Linked DNA regions of Zea mays: region 1 is linked to region 2. The links are chromatin contacts, called in public Hi-C maps. All regions are on one chromosome and are shown on one strand. The core of a region is the stretch at or near the end of the contact, and the rest is flanking DNA. Distances in the headings are between cores, read along the strand shown.

What was found. A called contact is a pair of places that touch in the nucleus more often than the background predicts.
Region 1: a Hi-C map of tassel shows a contact between it and region 2, with 3 times the contacts expected there. The contact joins the promoter of LOC100282207 here to the enhancer-like site in region 2. A contact is called at or near these places in 2 of 25 Hi-C or Micro-C datasets (ear and tassel).

What each region holds. Positions count from the first base shown.
Region 1 is chr4:125,205,098-125,208,584 of Zm-B73-REFERENCE-NAM-5.0, reverse strand. It overlaps LOC100282207 (2-hydroxy-3-oxopropionate reductase), which reads right to left and starts at 1,306. Exons shown (of 8, transcript NM_001155119.2): 1 at 967-1,306; 2 at 741-851; 3 at 513-614. The coding sequence starts at 1,071.
Region 2 is chr4:124,472,685-124,476,528 of Zm-B73-REFERENCE-NAM-5.0, reverse strand. No RefSeq gene overlaps it. Among protein-coding and RNA genes, the nearest start is that of LOC100282695, 10 kb to the right of the region's middle. Within about 2 kb of position 2,533, at least 17 of the 20 cell types and tissues checked have an H3K27ac peak or open chromatin away from gene starts, as enhancers often do. A contact at or near this core is called in ear and tassel, where this site is marked.

The sequences.
Region 1 (3,487 bases), core at 57-2,556, 730 kb before region 2:
GCAATCGAACTGATGAGGCTCCCCTTCCACACCACAGTACAAGATATAAACTTCGTAAGTCCATTTATGGTGAAGCTCATTGGACAGCTATCATGTAATCCTAGCCGCTTCCCATATATTTATAGAGCGTATTAATTGGTCGTGGCCCATTACACCTTTAATCCCAATACGAGTTGGACTCTAATCTGAATTATTTGTGATTGTCTCTTGGACATATCTTCAACAGGTTGCTCATCCTAAAACGGCTAACACTAGTAGAATACGATACATTAGACAAGCTTGATAAAATGGAAAGATATGATGCAAGGTCTATCCCTGCAACCATTGCTCAGTGGCGATCTAGATATCCAGACAATCAAACTACCTCGTCATCTACCACTGACGCCAAAAACAAAGAAAGCGGCATCTTATAGCTGCACAATAGCCAAAAACCAAATAGATACCAGAACTGAATGTAATGTAGGAAAAGAGGCTTTGCAATCTGATAAAACAGAAGCAGCTGAGGGAGATACCTCGCTAATCTTGGTCGAAGTTGCAGCGTCAACAGTGGACATGTCCACATAGCCCTTCCCGCTACCGATCTGCTCGAGCACGCCATCCTTGTCGAAGACGACCTAGGTGGAAAAACAGGGACCGCCGGACCGGAAATCGATTAGAAAAAAAAATGAAACGTCGCGTATTTCCTATATCCTGTATAAGAAAGAGGAACCACGGCTGAATAATATGAACCGTGTCTTAACTGATAGGGCGGCGCTGGGGTCGGAGAGCATGGCGATGGTGTATCTGCACTTGGAGACGACGGAGGCAGGCGTCTCCCCGACGGTGGCGCCGAGCGCGGCGAGCTCTTGGCACTAGGAGAAGAGGTCATGGAGATGTGATTTCGGGAGCACGCGTGCGGACGGGAGGCGACGGATTCGGATTTCAGCAGAACATAAGGGCGCGGGCGCAGCGGTTCCGATGCAATACCTTGGCGAGGGTCCTGTTCCAGACGGTGACGCGGAAGCCGTGGCGGAGGAGGTTGGTCGCCATTGCCTTGCCCATGATGCCCAGACCCAAGAACCCCACCTCCATCTCTGATTGCTGGCAGCCTTCTTCCTCCGTCCCCTCTTCCGCGCACGCGCGGACGGCAGACCTTGTCTCTCCTCTGTAGGTGTAGGCGCTTGGCCCCTGTGTGCGCGTGTGCTTGTGGCGGACTGCCGGGCGCCGCAGCCACAGCGATACACTTGTGCTCCTCCCAGTAGCGCAGCGGTGTGCAGGGGCAAACCCTCCTCTATCTGTGTCCGTCCCAGCCAATCCTCGATTTTCTTCTGTATGGTACTCGTAGTGTTTTTTTTTTTGTGGTCTTGTCTACGTAGCGAGAGAAGCGCAGGATGCCTAGATCGCCACCGTCTACAGTGCATCGGACAGTCGTTGTGGCCCTTCAGTTATTTATTTTATTATCATCTCTATTTTAAATTCCACCATATAAATAGTATAGTCTTCACTGTAAAACAGTATTTTGTACGGTCAAATACACGATGTAATGGCTATAGTTTAAGTATGTCGCTGAGCACGTGGACTAAGGGAACATATTGGATCAGGCACGGGTTCGTTGGATCAGTGGCTATTGATTGGGCCATTGGTGTTCACTTACTCAGGTCCATAACTTGTGAGGCTGGTACGAGTGCTTGCAGTTAAGATGTATAAAGTCCAATGGAGCAACCACACCGAAGAAGAAGCTACAGGGGAGATCGAGGATTTTCTAAGCAGAAACTACCCTGAATTCCTATTAAAAAGTGTTGGTACATAACCATACCCCATCACACCCCTTGCTTTCTGCTTTTAAGATGCCATCATACCTCACTACTTAAAGAAAATTGGAACCTCTAGATAAGGATAATAGGGCTTCCTTCTGAAGTTGCAAAGAGGATGACATCCGAAGAGCTGGTTGGCAAAATGTCTCAAAATGTACACCACCCCTGTTTAGGCAGTAGAGTCACCCACCTCCTTACCACTTATAATCTCACCCAAATCTCAGGACGAGATTCTTTTTAGGGGGAGGGTTGTAACACCACAGGTGTTACTCAGGGTTTCTACTCTGTACCCACACCCTTGACCTATTATCACATGTGGTTTAGTTAAGCCCAAGATAACCAAAACTTAGCAATCAAATGGTTAGCAAGTGTTTATTATTCTAAGATGCCTACCTTAACCTTATGGTGCCTATAACAGAGAGAAAAGTTTCTAAAAAAACTTAAGTCTATTCACATGAGACATATGAAACAATGCATAAATCAGGTAAAAAGACAATGAGGATAACATTATCATGAGTTGGACTAATTATACAAGTTGAAGATTACCAAAATATCTACTAAATATAGCAAGGAAGTTTCCCCAAAATGAATCTAAAATAGCCCCAAATTGGATACTCAACTAAGGAACCCAAAGGGGGAAATCAATATTTTCTCTAAGTCTTTTTCATCCCATTTTCAAAGATCAACCGTGTTCACCTAGCTCCAAAACTCAAAAGCAAATGGTCCTATGGACAAAGTGGCACCTAAATACCTCAGACACACCCTGGTGAAGTTTGAAACTAAACCAAAACTGTTTGACACGCTTTGGCCTGGTTTTTGTCGCGACCCATGCTGAGTGACAGACCCAACTTGACACAAGCTTTTCAAGCTTTTCTCCTCATCCTAAGCATATCTACGGTCGGAACTCACATAGAAAAGAAAGGATTTGGAACAGGGAAGAGACCTTACACGAGATCTTTGCCAAGATACACACGTTAGAGCAGCTAAATAGGTGCTTGGACATGGGCAGAAGCAAACCTCCACATGTTCGACCTCGGCTGGCACTCGGGAACGCGCTCTGACCGTGCCCACGCACGCCACGAGCTTTGGTCGGCTCGACCGCATGCCTAGCCCCGCGCCCGTGCCCACGCCTTCGCCTATAAGAAGCCCCAGCCCCTCGACTTTGCCCTTCTGCACGCCTCCCACCCTTGCCGACGACTGGACGCTGATGATTGTCAGGAAATCGAGCGCGGCGCTGTCCGCAAGCTCGCCAAAACCTCGGCCATCGTAGCCCGGCCATCCCATCCTATCTCCGCCTAGTCGAGCTCCACGACCAGCTTAGGCTAGTGAAGCTCCCCAAACACTCAGACCGAGCATGACTTCGCCGAAGACACTTGAAAGCATCTAGGCCCCTGGTTGGTTTTAGTGATTAATGACAACGTAATATTATATGTGACTAACGTGTGTTTTGCAGAGACAAATGGTTAGTTAGGTCGCATTACAGGTAGATGTACTACAACGGTGAAAACAATCCTGGAGATAAGAACTTGAAGCGAAGGCTAAAGCGACGAAACAAAAAGTGAAGGTCTTCGTATTCTGAGTGTCAAGGAGTTGCGCACACTCGTGATATAGTTAGGTCTTTTATTTTGTTTTAGCCATACTATAAATAGGGGTTATCGATGAGTAGTTTGACCAAGAGAGTTCTAGTGTAGTGT
Region 2 (3,844 bases), core at 1,284-3,783:
ACTATAGCGCACGTCGAGAGACAGCTTGGCTAGCACCTCGGGAAGACTTCTGCATCAACCAAGCAAGGGCTCTGATCTCGATTTGTGCTGCAGGGAATCTCGACGTCATCACGCGCCAGGACGATGACGCGCCCCGTAAGCAGCCTTTGGCCCATACCCCGGCGCTATTTACAACCACTATGACATGGCCGGCCTCTCCCTCGGGAGCTCGGGCGTACGGACACCCCCTGGTCTCGGCCTCGGCTCTCTATGGGAAGTCAGCAGGCACGAATCTATTGCACATTTTGTCGTCACATCAGACGCCAGGGCATCTCTCCTTCGAATACAAGACTCAGCTTCACTGCGGACGCTCCCCTTGGTGTATAAATAGGGCAGTGGTCCCTCCACGGAGGAGGGATCGACACACGTAGACGAACTCTATCTCTCTCACTCTGTCTTAGATATTGGCACTTGTCTCAATCGTCTCTAGGGACTTGGGGACTTCCCCTCTCCCGCTGTGCTTGTAATCCCCTACTACAGATACCACGGTGCGAGCAATATAAGTCTCATCCTCTCTGCTGGAAGTAGGGCCTTGAGTAGCCCAAACCAGGATAATCGCTTGTGTCACCTCGCACACCATTTAAGGCCCCTTTGGCAGGGCTCTGGCTTCTCCAAAAACGGCTTTGGCTCTGGCTCACGAGGTGAAGCCACTTCTTTAGATGAGCCAAAGCCATTCTGAAAAATCATTTGGCAAAACGGCTTATAGGTTGTTTTTCAGAAAGACCCTTGTATAGTTTATCTCTCCTGTACGTGGCTAGGGATTGAGGGCAGGACCAAAAAAAATAATTTGTACTGGTGGGAGGGCTATTGTGCAAAAATGACGTGAGCTGAAGCCGGGTGAGCCACTTTTTTGGCTCATGCCCTCTAGTTCATTTTGGAAAAGCACTTCACTGGTGAAGCTATTTGAAAAAGAGGTGTTTGGCACAACTTTTGCATGAGCCAGAGCCGAAGCTGAAAAATAAGCCCTACCAAAGGGACCCTTAGAGTCGACCACGCGGCTTATTTACTGGTTGGTTAAGGGCCTACGGTCCAAACACCGACAACACATAATCTATATTATTATTAAGAAAGATATATTCATAACCAATATATAAACTAATATTTTAATTATAAAAAGAACATGAAGAATAATTATGTCATTTTAACATTTCTTTTAGAAAAGCTCTATGGCGAGTAAAATTTGCAAAGAATATATAATTATAAGACTAAATCAAGTTTTATAGGAAAGGATAGTAAATATTTATCTTTTTATTAGGAAAACACTTGACCTAAATTTGAAAAGAAAACTATATTTAATCATATAATCCATCATTTTCAATTTAAATATATGAACAACAATTTTACTATTTTAGCATTTTTAGAAAACTTTATTATGAATAAGCAACTTATATACACACACGTGTATATATATATATATATATATATATATATATATATATATATATATATATATATATATATATATATATATAAACTTGAATACAAAATTAAATCATATTTTATAATATATATATATATAATTATTTATCTACTATTTTTTAACAAAATGTGATCTACTCTTTTCTTTTACTTCTTATTTAGAAAACTATACTTAAATCAATTTCAACCAACATAAATTAAACTAAGTTGTGAAAATATGAAAACGGATTGAAATAATAACTAAAAATATTAATCGCATACTTATGCAGCTAATCAAATAAATTCTAACTAATTTAGATTTAAATAATCAATTTAAAAAACGTATAAACTAGATCTCTGATTAACTGTAGTCATCAGAGGATATATCACGAATTAGACTTTTTCTACCTTGCTTCTCTCTAGTCACGGGCTCACGGCAGCAGGGACACGGCGAACAGGGGACAGCGGAGCTGGGCAGGGGAAGCCATCGCAGGGGCAGTGCCGAGATGGGGAAACGGCGGAGGAGATCGCGGTGAACTTGCTAGTGCTTTCCAACGGCGACGAGGAGACTCTGAGGTGCGGCAGTGGCATGAACAACGAACGACACGGCGGCTGCAGGAGAGCAGGGAGCGACGCTCGGCGCTCGCACAAATAGCGTCAGGTTCGACAGCGAGGTTGGAGGCGCGTAAGAGGAGCAGGGAGTGGAGGTATGGCGAGCAGGGGAAACGGAAAGGATGGGCTTCGGTCGTGGCTTTATTGGCCTAGACGAGGCGAGGGGGCGCCGGTTGTGAAGCAGGGACTCGCGTTCACCATTCATGATGGAAGCTGTAGCGTCGAGCTAGTGGGAAGTAACGGCGCGGCGTCCACCAGGGGAGAGGAGATGATCGGTCTGGCGTGGAGCGAAGGCGGCGGCAACACTTTCCACTGAGCTGGGGAGGCAAAGAGAGAGAGAGCTTAGCCGCAAGGCGAAGCAGCGGCGGTAGACGTCGAGGCGGCAGTTTGCAGCGGCGGCTGCGCATGCCGGCATGCGTCCCATTCTGCGTGCAGGAGAGAGACTAGGGAAGGAGAGAAGAAAGTAGTGGGTCCCACCTGTCATGCGCACATGGAGAGGGCTGGGGCTGAGCGTGGGCGGTCCTAGCGGCCTGCTGGGCTTCTGGCCGAACGGCCAGTGAGAGCGAGCGTTCGTGAGTTTTGGTTTTCCTTTTTTTAATTTCTTTTCTAGAATAGGTTATTCATTAAAAATATAAATATATTTTTAATACTTACATAAAATAATCAATTTGAAAAGAACTACTTTTAGGATAAATCTACTGATTAAATAAAATCAAGATTACAAAAAACATAAATCAACAAAAATAGGATTTTTTTAATCAAATAATTAATCACATATATAATCGCATGTTTCCTAAACCTATATATGCTATCAATTCATTATTATTTTATAAAATGAAGTTTTCATCTCACACAAGTTAAACCCAAAAAATGGATTTGCAAACCAAATAAAAAATGCTTCGGTAGAATGCGTCAAACACTTGGTAAATTTGTATCTATTCAAGAAAATATTTCATTTATTTATATTATCATTTGATTATTTGTAAACATGAAGATTTTTTTCTTTCTTTTGAAAATTAATAAATCAAACTAGGTTGCTTCAATTGATAGATTTAGGGTGTTTTACGGGCACTGTCTAGGAGCATGTGTCCTCTTTTATTCTATTTATTTTAATGAACTCATTTTGATTGTACTGATTTCTTAAAGTGATTTCTTGTAGAGATATCCTGATGCAAAGGGCTTGTATGGCATTTCATTATCACACCTTGATACCTTAGCCGCTATATGTGGGAAGGACAATGCTACAAGAGAAGGTGGTGAAGGTCTTGGTGATGCCATTTTAAACTTGCGGAAAGAAATAACTTTGGAAGAGAGCCATGATCGGGAAGTGGAAGAAGATAGTATGTCTAGAGAAACAACACGATGGGCTTTAGATAGGAACTCATTTGATTCTACTTCATCAACCTCTAAAGAAGGAAGCGAGACAAAGGAAATGAAAAGTTAGCAAGTCAAGTGACCCATTTTTGGATATGTTAGGTGGATTTCGTGGTGATCTTAAGAATGCTTCAAATCACATTGGAAAATGACTAAAATCATGGATCGTGAAGCTAAGCTCCAAGATGAGGCTACACATGAGGATCAAATGCAAGCCCTACAACAAAAATCTATAACAGAGCTGACTAGGTTGGGACTTACTGGTACTGTTTTTTGTCAAAGCAGCGAGTGTGTTTGTGAATGTGCCAAACCAGATGACCATGCTTTTTGTACTTCTAGAGACTCTAAGGAGAGAGTTCATACTAAACATGCTCGCCAGTAAGTTCTCAAGACTTTTGTATTGGTTGTTCTTTCTAGCTGT